Regions from separate parts of the Rattus norvegicus genome. Here region 1 is linked to region 2. A link is a contact called in public Hi-C data. All regions are on one chromosome and are shown on one strand. Each heading gives the region's core, a stretch centred on a gene start, on an enhancer-like site or on the middle of the called end of the contact. The rest is flanking DNA. Distances are from core to core; before and after follow the strand shown. Region 1 holds the start of Wdr38 (WD repeat domain 38). Region 2 overlaps Nr6a1 (nuclear receptor subfamily 6, group A, member 1).

The links. Hi-C and Micro-C count contacts between places; a contact is called where the count stands out from the background.
Region 1: a contact with region 2 is called in a Hi-C map of the A7r5 cell line, with 4 times the contacts expected there. The contact joins the promoter of Wdr38 here to the enhancer-like site in region 2. A contact is called at or near these places in 4 of 12 Hi-C or Micro-C datasets (the A7r5 cell line, the Rat2 cell line, Schwann cells and 1 more).

What each region holds. Positions count from the first base shown.
Region 1 is chr3:43,158,346-43,164,793 of GRCr8, reverse strand. It overlaps Wdr38 (WD repeat domain 38), which reads right to left and starts at 4,938. Exons shown (of 9, transcript NM_001399335.1): 1 at 4,783-4,938; 2 at 4,293-4,413; 3 at 3,444-3,560; 4 at 3,258-3,355; 5 at 2,968-3,048; 6 at 2,755-2,886; 7 at 2,506-2,655; 8 at 2,197-2,244; 9 at 1,829-2,111. The coding sequence starts at 4,851. The coding sequence ends at 2,028. Rpl35 (ribosomal protein L35) reads left to right here. Exons shown (of 4, transcript NM_212511.2): 4 at 1,649-1,834. The coding sequence ends at 1,798.
Region 2 is chr3:43,038,553-43,044,520 of GRCr8, reverse strand. Nr6a1 (nuclear receptor subfamily 6, group A, member 1) reads left to right here. Exons shown (of 11, transcript NM_001100861.1): 3 at 4,728-4,772. LOC120101539 (a long non-coding RNA gene) reads right to left here. Exons shown (of 3, transcript XR_010064778.1): 3 at 1-5,968. Among named protein-coding and RNA genes, the nearest start is that of Mir181b2, 15 kb to the right of the region's middle. Within about 2 kb of position 2,715, at least 7 of the 93 cell types and tissues checked have an H3K27ac peak or open chromatin away from gene starts, as enhancers often do. A contact at or near this core is called in the A7r5 cell line, where this site is marked.

The sequences.
Region 1 (6,448 bases), core at 3,689-6,188, 120 kb before region 2:
CTAGCCTGAGGTGAAGCTAGCTGTTTAGTGTGTCTCACTGTCTCAGTATGTCTGTCTCACAGCCAAGCACCTTCTGTTCCAAGACTTGGAGGTTGGGTTACCCATGGACACCTACAGTTGGTAGACAGGGACCCCCCCCCCCCAAGTTTCTCTTCAGAACCGTATCGTGAGGACATTAAGAGTATTGCTGGGTGGTTGCAAGATGTTTGTCATAACTGTTAGTGCTTTCAGATTAACGTGTTTTTACTAGGAATCGACTCCTGTAGTTAGCTAGTCTCCAGAAGGATTGGGGTGGGGAGCCATGTCATTTTAAGATAATCCCACTTAATTGAAGCCATCTGGTGGTGTCTTGAATTACATCTCTGCAAATTTTACCTAATGTTGGGGTTTGGCATGTCAGAAAGTTGTCTGTCTGTGGTGTGACTCAACCGCCCAGGAGGGACATTTTGGATTAGACACGTCTGAAGTACAGTTTCTTAATTTCGGAGATGCTAGAGCCAAGATACCTATCACTCGGTACTGATGTGTGGGGACCTTACCTCACCCCTGAGCAGTGGAACTTACCTTGAACTTTTTTGTGCTTCATTGCTAGTGCTGACACATGTGGCTTTTCAGCAGTGTGTCTGTGTGTCTGTCCGGAGACATCAGTGTGTAAACCTGCACTGAACTACCTCCAGTCCACAAAGAACCAGGGTGGGCTCTGGGTTTTTGCTTGCTTTTACACCAGGTAATCTAGAACTCACAGAGGCCCCTCTGCCTGCCTCTCTAGCTGCTGGAGTTAAAGGCACCGTGCTGTGTGGACACTTAGACTTGATCTTTGCCATCTGTTCACACTGTTGGAGAATGAACAGGACATAGGTGTGTTTGGCTGCTCTGTGGAGAGAACTCTAAGTGGATAAGTGACGTTGACATGACTGAAAGCCTGCCTGGTGTGGCTCCTCACCTTATCCTGTAGAGCTTTCTAGGGTCCTCTGTCCACCTGCAGGAGCTTGGTGCATGGGGATGTGAACCCATTGTGCCTGCCCCTTTGCAGGCAGGAGTAGGCACTCCTAGGAAGCCCAGTTACACATTTTCAGCAGGCCGCTGAGCTTGTTTTGGAGGCTGCTGCCTCTTGAAATTCTTGGTAGCGCTGCTTCTCCTTATCATGTAAGGATCTGACCCACAGGACCTGGTCCCTGAGGGAACTAAGGGACTGTCTTGCTTAGAACACCCGGGAAGGGCTAGGAGATAGAGGAAAGTGAGAGCTCCCTTAACAGCTCAGGGTGACTTTGACCAAGCCTTCTGTGGTCGGTGTTACCTAGAGCATTGATGAGCCATGCCTGGTGGGTCAGCCAGGCAGTAGCTACACAGAGCCTGTGTGTGTGGAGTGCCCTTTCCATTGTGCTGTGACTTTCTACTTAGTCACTAGGTGATGCATAGGAAAACTGAAGCCTAGCCCCCTCTTGGCCCTTGTAGTCTTGAAATTGGGGAGCTTGGTGTGCAAATTTTAGGCCTACCACCCTCTGGTACTTTACTGACAGCCCCCAGCTGTCTCAGTGCCCTGCCATTTGCTCAGAGAAGTCCAACTTTGTGTCCTGTGTGCTCACCTGCTTCCACATCTTCCCAGGAGCCCCCAGTGCTCAGGCTCACCCTGTCATTTCTGTCCCAGGGAAAGAAGTACAAGCCCCTGGACCTGCGACCCAAGAAGACAAGAGCCATGCGCCGCCGGCTCACCAAGCATGAAGAGAAGCTGAAGACCAAGAAGCAGCAGCGGAAGGAGCGGCTGTACCCACTGCGCAAGTACGCAGTCAAGGCCTGAGACGACGACAATAACAATAAAGTCCAAAACTGACGAGCTCTCTGCTTCCTGTTTGACACTGGCCGCCCAGGGTCCAGGGGGTGAGGTTAGGTGATCGCTTGCCTACAGCAGGTGACAACCACCTTACGGGATAGGCTAGGTAGTCCCTGCCTTGGAGATCTGGTGGCTTAGTTACCTTAGGCCTGTGGGTAAGTTACATGGATGAAGTTCTTGACTTTCAGCAGACTTGTCATCTTGTCGCGTCAGCAATCCCTGACACTAAGAGTTTGCCATTTGGAGTGAAAATGCAGGCATGGGCCACATCCAGCATGCCCTGTCAGTAACACAGTGTCAGAGTCAGGTTAGTGAGTCCTACCCGTCACTCTGCAAGGGTCTTGGTACTGACCCTGGTGCCTTACCTTTAGGGTCTCAAGGCATTTCCCTGTGAGGCAGTCCCAGACTTTGACCTGGAAGTAAAAACAGGCAATAGAGTTGAGGTATCAGTCCCCCAAGGCCCAAGTATGTCTGCAGACAAGGTGAAGAGTTCACAGTTCTGCAGTGTTGGTGCCACAGCTGTGGGGCCGCCTGGTCCTTTATGCTGCTGGCCTTTAGGTCACTAGAGGTCAGTATCTGGATCTTGTCTTTGCCTTTGTTATGCATAGACATTTCTAGTATGGCTGAAAACTCTGGCAAGGTGAGGCTGAGGTTTTTCTGAAGGGGTTGCTTACCATACGAGAGTAACCAGCACTGGCCAGCTTTAGCTCATCGGGAGAGAAGGCTAGGCTATTGACCCAGGTGGCGTGGCCCCTGAGCTGCAGAAGCAGGTTGTTGGTTGTGGGCTTCCAGATGCGGACTGTCTTGTCCCAGGAGCCAGATGCCTAAACAAACATCCCTGAGCTCAGTGACCCCCACCTCAGAGGCCTGTACCCTTTGAGGCAAATAGGGACTGCCCTGGAGCCCCAGTTAGTCTAGCTCACCAAGAGGCCAGATGCTGAGTACTTCAAGCAGCTGATGTTGCCAGTGTGGCCCTCCAAATTACGGAAGGAGACAGCTGGGCTTGATGCCCGCAAGTCCCAGATGTGCACAGTCGAGTCCCAGGAGCCAGTGGCCTGTGGACAGTAATGTATGAAACAGCCCTTACCACTCAGATGGTCACTGACTCAGGGCGTGCGTGAAGGAGCAAAGCTCACCAGAGAATCCGAGGTTGGAGAGAAGTCACTGCTCTGGATGGAATCACAATGCCCAGGCAAGAAGCGCACATTGCGGCCGGACTGTAGAGAGAGTCTGAGCTGCAGAGGTGGAGGGGCCTGGGTGCTCCCTAACTAGACTGTGGGTCTGAGGCAGCCCAGGCCATGCAACAGCAGGAGGAAGGACAATGCCAGCTGGGACCCAATTTTTAGGTACCTGATGGTGTGGAGAGTAGGGAACCACTAAGAGCAAAGGGTGCATTTGGTCCCCTCTGACCTAGGCCCCGTCATACCTGCACTTCCCAGAGAATCACCCTCTTGTCCCAGCCACCTGATGCCAGCTGCTTTGAGTCAGGGCTGAAGCTGACAGTTTCCACACTCCTCTGGTGACCTACAGACAGCAGCCCAAAAGTGGGAAAGCGGATGGGACAAAGTCCACAAAGGAGCCAGTGTGGCTCCTGGTCAAAATGAATCCTCACCTTTCAGCACATGCAGGCATTTGGCTTTTGCCACATCCCACAGGCGGATGGTGTGGTCACAGGAGGAGCTGGCAACGAGGCGGCCATCGGGAGAGAAACGGCAAGACTTCACTGGGCCTGAGGCAGAGAACACATGGGGTTTTTCCCCCCCTCCAAGTCCAGACTTGTCATCTGTAGTTCCAACCATGGGGCCTGGCCTGAGCTGGGATCAGCTGGATCTCAGTTTGCCCATCTTGGCTATCATCAAACCCAAATATCTCCTCCCAGCACCGTACTCCCACTGCCCCAGTAGGCTTTTGGGCTCTGGCCTGAACTGTCTTAGGTGTGCTCACCCTACCATCACTGCTTCATATGTCTTAACAAGTCAGGCACCTCGCTTGCTGAAGTCCTGTGATAAATGGTTGAGGTACTAAAACCAAAAGCAGGGGCTGGGGATTTAGCTCAGTGGTAGAGCGCTTACCTAGGAAGCACAAGGCCCTGGGTTCGGTCCCCAGCTCCGGGAAAAAAAAAAAAAACAAAAAAAAACAAAAGCACTTCACATGTGCAGCGCCACAGGCGACTTTGAAGACATGAGGCTAACTGGAATAAGCCTAGCAAACATTTACTCCACTGGGGGGTGACTTCTCAATATGAGTTTTTGTGCTATTGGACTGCATGTCTAGAGTTTAAGAAATAAGATTTGAGTCTCTCAGGACTGACCCCCTAAGTATTAGGTTTAGTATCACCCTACCCAGGTGCCTCTGCTGAACTTGCTCCAACCCTCTTCCCTCAAAGTCTTGTGTCACTAAGGTAGGCTCAGAATGTCAGCACAGAGTCTTGGCTCTCTCCAGTAAGGTGCCTGAGCCCCACCTTTGTGGCCTGCCAGTCTCCACAGCAGTCGCCCACTCTTCGTCCCCCATACATACACACAACCATCATCTGAGGCTGTGATCAGGTTCCGGCCATCAGGGGAGAAGGCAGAGCAGTTGACCTGAAAGTACAGGGCAAAAGTGGTCCTGTGCCTGTCAGAAGTTATTTGTCCCCTCAGCTCTAACCATCCCTAATCTGCCCAGGAGCCCCGGGTGGGTCCATTAACTCCAGGTCCATGCAAAAGCAAGTTCTAGGACAAAAATTGACAAGTTCAAAGTCAACCCTAAGCCTTGAGTCCAAGGTAGAAGAAATCATGATGCACATTTTTGATCCCAGCATCAGGGGAGGCAGAGGCAGATGGATCTCTGTTCAAGGCAAGCCACGTAGTGAAACCCTGTCTCATAACGAAAAAGAAAAACAAACAAACCTAGGGTCTAGTCTTGTGTTGGGACCTGACCCCACTAAGCCTGTGTAGAGCCCGAGGCCTCACCTCCCCGTGGTGTTGACCGTAGAACCTCACTCTGCCCACGGCCAATTTTGTTGGAGCTCTGATGTTCATGGGAGCCCGCTCCAGAACCGGGAGGGCTCCCTCCTAAGCGGGCACCAGTCCCGTTGGAGGGGCCTCGGTAGAAGGGGAAGGGAAACTGTGTACAAGCAGTCTCCATGGCAATGGGGCGGGGCGGCGCAGCCGCAGTGGGGAAGGTCTCTGAGCTGCCTCTATGGAAGGCTGTAGTGAGGCCAGCGCTTTTAGGTTACAGAAAGTGGCAGGAGACACCAACTTTGGAATCGCCCGGCTGGCCAGATCGGGAGCCCCTCTGGCCGTCGAGCAAGACTCTAAGCAGAATGGCCTCTAGAGGGCGCGCCGGCCCCGCGAACTGAGACTACAATAGCACCGCCCCCACGGATTCCTTCCTCTCTCAGGACAGGATCCTATTTACCGCCGCACAATCCGTAGTTAAATCAAACAAGTGAGAGCCTAGCGCGTGATAGTACCCACGAGGAGCCAGGCTTCTGGCCAGGAGTGGCTGGCATCCGCCTTTACCTCCAGGGTGCAAGGAGCAGGAGGCAGAGTGTGCCTAGTACAGGGCTTTAAAAAAGGTCTTGGCTAATGTTCATTACTGTGCCAGCTGAGGTTGAAGGTGCGGGAGGGAGGTCCCAGGGGCTCTCAGGATCATACATGGATTTCTTGACCCGAAACCTACAAACAGACCTTTACAGGTGAGGAAACTGAGTTCTAGAGAAATACAGAGGCGGATTGTAGTGCTGATCCTGGGTTTGGTCCCTTAGCTCATTAATTACCAGAGCCCTCACAGCAGATGTCTGAGGTCTCTTATTTCTGGTACCTCTGAGAAACAGGCTCCCGGGGGATGAGGCATGGGCAAGTGACTTAGTTCCTCCATGACAGAACAGAGCTGAGACCAGAACCAAGCCTGCCAGCTTCCCAACCAGACCAAAGTGGGCACGGACAGATGTGGGAGGCCCAATGGTGTTGGCTAGGGCAGCAGAACTTTGGGAGTGTCAAATTCAAGGATTCCCAGCGTGACTCATGCCCCTTTTCCCATAGTCCTTTGCCAGAATCTTCTCACGGGATCATTCTATTCGGCTCTATTTTAGTCCTAGACAGTGAGACGTGTATGGAGGCGACAGTGGCAGCTTTGAGCTGGGCCACCCTCATCCACACTCCCAGAGGGTCCAAATCACTGAGTTGGCTCCTTGAAGACCTGTCTGTGCTGAGATCAGAAAGGCGCCGCCCCCAAAGCCATGACTCTCAGACACAGCCCTCAGAATTCCCTACCCCCCCACCCCCCTTTCTTCTCTACTCACGCATCAACGCCCATGCCCACACATTCCCTAGCCGCCTGACTGCTCCTTTGTACCATGGGCACATTCACTGGACTGTGTCCTCAGCTTCTCTACAGCACCCCTACCTATCCTACTTAGGCTTAGTATTACCGTGACCGAAAGCAAAATGGGGAGCAAAGGGTTTATTTGGCTTATTCTTCCACATAGTAGTCCCATCATTGAAGTCAGGAAAGGAACTCAAAACAGGACAGGAACCTGAAGGAAGAAACTGATGTAGAGGCCATGAAGGAGTGCTGCTGACTAACTTGCTCGTCATGGTTTTCTAAGTCTGCTTCTTTATAGAACCCAGAGCT
Region 2 (5,968 bases), core at 1,466-3,965:
GCTCAGTTCTTAATCGTTGTGCCATCTCTCCATTAACCCATGTTATTTAATGACATAAACATGAGCCATTCTACACATTAGCATATGTTACTGCTTCACAGAAATAGTTTATTTGTACAGGATGATGCTGTTGTAAAAATATAAAAAAATAAAAGGCTGTCTTTTACCCACTCTAGGTCTGCTACTGCAGTGCCCCAAGATAACTGCTGGATGTCTTAATTCTCAGTCAGCAAAGCGTCTTACCTGCTCTGCTCCATCCCATATCACACTGCCAAAGGCCTCTCTCTGAGCCTGGCAGCAATCTCTCTACCTATCTAGCTCCCAAGGCAGGTTTCCATGCTGGAAACACACATCCCAACTCTGTGGTAGCCCAGACCAGCCGCCGCACACTTTCTTACACTTAAATTGTTGCATGAAAACATACAACACAATAACCTTTGATCTAATTGATAAGGTATAATTGCCCACCTAAACATACAAAGCCCAATACACATCTATCCCTTAAAAACATTTGTAACAACCTGTAAAGGTACAGTGTGGAATCTTAACATCACCTCCCATATTGTCCTGCCATGGCTTCTCTCCCTTTCCCTCCTGTCTCTTCCTCCTTTCCATTCCAGTCTCCTTCTCTTCCTTCAAACTTTTCTCCTGCCCATCCTTCCTTCTCGTCCAATGACAGGCCTCCTTCTATCTTGTACCTGCCTCACCCATTACCTCATCCCACAGGCTGATGAACTATTGAACATTTTGGCATTTTTGTTTTTTACCATTTGGCTCATAGGGGATTTGTCATCATTCCTCCAGCATAGGATAAATTATCAATTACTCATTTACTTAACTTCTTAATAGCCTGAAGAAGTTAACTATCAGATTATTTTTAAAAGTATTCATATTATACATGTTCTATTGATTAATGGCCAAGTGTCTTAGTTAGGGTTCACTGCTGTGAACAGACACTGTGAGCAAGGCAACTCTTATAAAGGACAACATTTAATTGGGGCTGGCTTACAGGTTCAGAGGTTCAGTCCATTATCATCAAGGTAAGAACATGGTAGCATCCAGGCAGGCATGGTGCAGGAGGAGCTGAGAGTTTTACATCTTCATCTGAAGGCTGCTAGCAGAATACCGTCTACCAGGCAGCTAGGATGGTCTTAAATCCCACACCCACAGTGACACGCCTACTCTAAAACTGGGCCAGGCATATACAAACCATCCCAGTAAGGTTTAATAGCATATTCAGGAAAGATTTTGCACTATTTAAAATTTGATCATTATTTTTAAAACACTGTATATTGTGGGTTTAACCTAGGTTTTCTTACCAACTTACTTTCGTTTTTAATTTATTTTACTTTTACCTTATGTGCATTAGTGTTTTGCCTGCATGAATGTAGTCCCAAGCTGGTGGAACTCAGAGATCCACCTACCTCTGCTTCCAAGTGCTTGGAATAAAGATATGTATCACCAAACCTGGCAATATATCATAACTTTTGGTATTAAAAAGTAGTACAGGTGCTGTACTAGTGGTTAAGAATACTATCTATTCTTCCACAGGACCCAGGTTCAATTCCCAATATCCACATGCCAGGTCACAACCATCTGTAACTTCAGTTCCAAGGGATCTGATATCCTCTTCTGACTCTCCTGCATGCAGTGTCCGCACATGGTGCCCATATATACATGCAGACAAAAATCTCCACAAACATAAAATAAGCCTTAGAAAAGTGTGCAGGTAGCACAGATAGGTCCAACCATTGTCTGCAGATAATTAATATAAAATTGAATAGTAGATATTAAGAAAAGAAAGATAAATGTTATTTTTAAAAAAAAATAGTTATTTTATCTCATTTTGTGTGTGCTACAGCACATGTGTGGAGGTCAGAGGCTGTCTTAGGGTATTTTGTTTTGCTGTGATGAAACACCATGACCAAAAAGCAAGCTGAGGAGGAACAGGTTTATTTAGCTTACACTTTCAGATCATAGTTCATTACTGGAGGAAGTTAGGACAAGAAATCAAGCAGGGCTGGAAGCAGGAGTTGATGCAGAGGCCGTGGAGGGGTGCTGCTTACTGACCCGATTCACATGACTTGCTTAACCTGCTTTCTTATAGAACCCAGGACCACCAGCCCAGGAGCGGCCCCACCCATCATAGGCTGGGCTGTACTTCACTGAACACTAATTGAGAAAATGTCTTACAGCTGGATCTCATGGAGGCATTTCCTTAAAGGAGTCTCCTTTTCTAAAGCATATTAAGATAAATTTGTAAGTCTCCCTGTTTTCCCTTAATGTCTCCTCCTCCATAGCATTCACTTGGTGATTAGGTGGTTCCTGACTTTAGCAGTTCCCCTGTGCTTCTAAAGCCCCAGCTTAGGATGTAGCAATGCTGCCACATCAGGTCTCCCGAATGTGGCCTTTTGCTGGGAGGTGCTTTCTGATAGGATTCTTTTGAACAAGGTGGGGGTGGGATGAGATTGACAGTTCAGGCTGAACTCTCCCAGTCACTTGACCTCTGCCCCTGTTTCAGAGTTTATACTGACTTGTAGGCATTCTCTATGGAGCCAAGAGTTTAGGGCTTGTTTACAATTGGTGAAAAGATAGTTGGATTCAAAGGCAATTGCTGAGTCCTTGTATAGCCATGGATGCCTGTTACTATCTGGTGGGTGCAGGGAATGCTTGGAGATTTGTAATGGATGACTAAGAAGGAATGTAAAAAAAAATGTGAGGCTAGATTTTAGCAATTATTTTTTTTCCTGTGGGAGCAGTATTGTAACAGTTTGAGACAACCCTGTGTCCATGTGTATGATGGGGAGCTGAGACAACCCCGTGTCTGGGTGTGATGACCAGTGGCACATCTGCCAAGGCAAATTCGTGAAGGTCAGAGGACAGCTTTGTGGGGTTGATGCTTTCCTTCTGGCTTTGGGTGGGTCCCAGGGATCCTTTGCATGTCATCAGGCTGTGTGTCACCTGCTTTTACCCACTGAGTCATCTCTGGCCCTCATGTGTTTTAAAAAGCTGAAAATGGTTGTTTGAGTTCAATAACTTGGTATCAGAATGCGTGAGAATTTTTCTCATCCTGTTGTGGTCTTTCACTTTAGTTTTTGGTTTTTCACTTGGAAGACTAGGCTGGCCTCTAACTCAGTGAGCTATTATTCATTTTTTTGCCTCTCAAGTGCCAGGCTCAAAGGAGTCCACTACCACATCCACCATTTTAACTTTTTCAAAGTAAGAATCTTTTATGATTAAGAAAAATAGAATATAGTTTTAATGAAAAAATTGGTTCCCTTTTCAGCCGCCAAGTTTCTGAAAATATTCTGCCAAATAATTTCAAGCCTTAGCTCTGGCTCTCTTAGAGCACAGGCTTCACATCCAGATTATATGCATTCATTTTTACCTTCCTCTCCCTCAATTTTTATTTATTTTTTATTTTATTTTTTGAGGAGGAATTTTATGTAGCTGGGCTGATCTTGATAACTCTGTTGTCAGGGCTGGCTTTAACTCAAGATTTTCTTACCTTAGCCTCCTAAGTGGTAGAATTATATGTGTCTGTCAGTCATACCAAGCCAGAATTCTTTTCTTTTGAACTTTCTCTGAGGAAGGAACATTCAAAAAGGCTAGAATAGATCAGTGAGATGGCTCAGCCAGGTAAAGTGGCTTGTCGCAAACCCTGGCCTTCTGAATTCAGTGTCTGTAACCCACGTGGTGGAAGGAGAGAGCCAGCTCCCTCAAGTTGTCCTTTGACCTACACATGCATACCTTGACATGTACATGCATATATGTATACATGTATGTGCACATACAAGCACACACACACTCACAATGTAAACAAAAACTTAAAGCCTAAAATGACTACTTACAGCCCCACTTCCAGAATTGGTTTTCAATTTTTTTTTAAAGATCTATTTATTTATTATGTATGTAAGTACACTGTAGCTGTCTTCAGACACACCAGGAGAGGGCATTGGATCCCATTACAGATGGTTGTGAGAATTGAACTCAGGACCTTTTGAAGAGCAGTCCAGTCAGTGCTCTTAACCACTGAGCCATCTCTCCAGGCCCCTGGCCTCCTATTTTTTGTCAGGAAACTTGAACCTAGTACTGGCAACAATGGGGGTTGGCCTTGGTGGCAGTGCACAGAGGCTGGTGGGCCAGCCAGGGGCACAGAGTGACATCCTGTCTCAAAAAGAGAAGAGAAGAAAAGGAAGAATAAATGGAACACTTTTAATATGAGATGACTTATACTGGCAATTACAGGGTTAACTGCTGAAAGTGACCCTGTTGGAGTTCATGGTGCATTTGAAAATACATGAACTGACACATAACCTGTAATCTCGGAATATGGAAGGTAGAGGCATGAGAATCAGTAGTTCAGGATCATTTGGGATGCACAGTAAATTCCAGGCCAGCCTGAAATACATCAGGCCATGTTAGAAAAGAGAACACACAAGCAGAAGTTTGCATGCTGACATCTCCCGAAACCTTAAAACTGAATGAACCGTAAAACTTGCTAGGTTTTACTGTAAAACACAAGTACTGGTAGGTTATGTAAGTTACCAATGTTTACCCACTAGGTATTCCTGAATCTTTCTCCATAGCTGAAATATGGGAATAAAATTTCTGACTTTTTTGTTAATATTTAATGAATATTTACTGTATTATGTCATTAATGTATTACTTGTTTACTTAGCAGCTCTGTGCAGTTATTCTCAACTCTAGTTCTTTTTGCTTTGCAGATGGGGAGACTGATGGTTTAACACTTGGCCAAGGCCATATACCTGGTAAGTGGTAGAGCTGCTCTATGTAATCCTGAAGCCCTCATTCACTGTATCTTTTTAAAATTGAGATATGAAATTTTCATACAAAGAAATGTTCCTATCTGAAAATGTAAATGAAGCAGTGTTCACAAGGTTGTTAATCTTTGTAATCCATCTTCAAATTTCCTTATGCTTTTTCTCATTTTGATCCACTAGTTAATCCCTAAAATCTAGTAACTTCTTAATTCTTGTTCTCCAGTCTTACATGCATAATGTCACACACATTTGCTCTTTTGTGTGTCTATAGCCCAATATTTTTTACTGTAATCCTGATGCACATGTTAATAGTTCATTTCTCTCCCTCTCTCTTTCCTCCCCTTCTCTTCTCTTCCCTTCCTTTCCTTTTTTTTTTTACTACTTTTTAATATTTATTTGTTTAATATTGAGGGAGTGAATGTGTCAGGGTGTACATATGGAGTTCAGAGGACAAATTTGTGGGAGTCTGTTCTCTCCTTGCACCGGGTTGATCCAGGATTTGAACTCAGGTTGTTAGGCTTGATGTGAAAGGACTTTACACAGTGAGCCACCTCCCTAGCCCAGTAGTTCATTTCTTTTTATTTATTGCTGAGTAGTATTCTGCTGACACTGTCACAGGTAATTCCTCTGTTGACACCTGGGCTTATACAAAATTTTGTATACGTACATGCTTATTGATCCTCTAAGGCATAATAAAAATTGGTGGTTTATATGGTAAATACACATTAGATTCTTTTATAGAGTTACCAGTATTTCAAAATGATTTTTACATTTTATAGTTCTAGTACCATGTGAATTCCACTTTCATATGCTTGCAAGTAATTGGTATTGTCAGGGTTTTTATTTTTAGAACTCTAATGAGTATGGTAATGGGACAGGCTTTTTTAATCTGCATTTCTTGTAATGTTATCATACCCTGTTGGTTATTCCTATATCATCTTTTTAAATGGCTCAAGTCTTGACCACTAAAAACATTAAACTTTTTGTATTGTTGGCATTTTTATATTGTGGGTTTGTGACATGATATATGTAGTATGAATATTTTCTCCTAGTCTATGGTTTTTGTTTTCATTTTTAACATGTTAATACAGTGAATTTTTATGAAACCTTATTTTTGGAATCTTTTGTTATTGATTCTTATATCTTCACTAGGAAATCTTAGTTTAACCAAATTCCATTTTCTT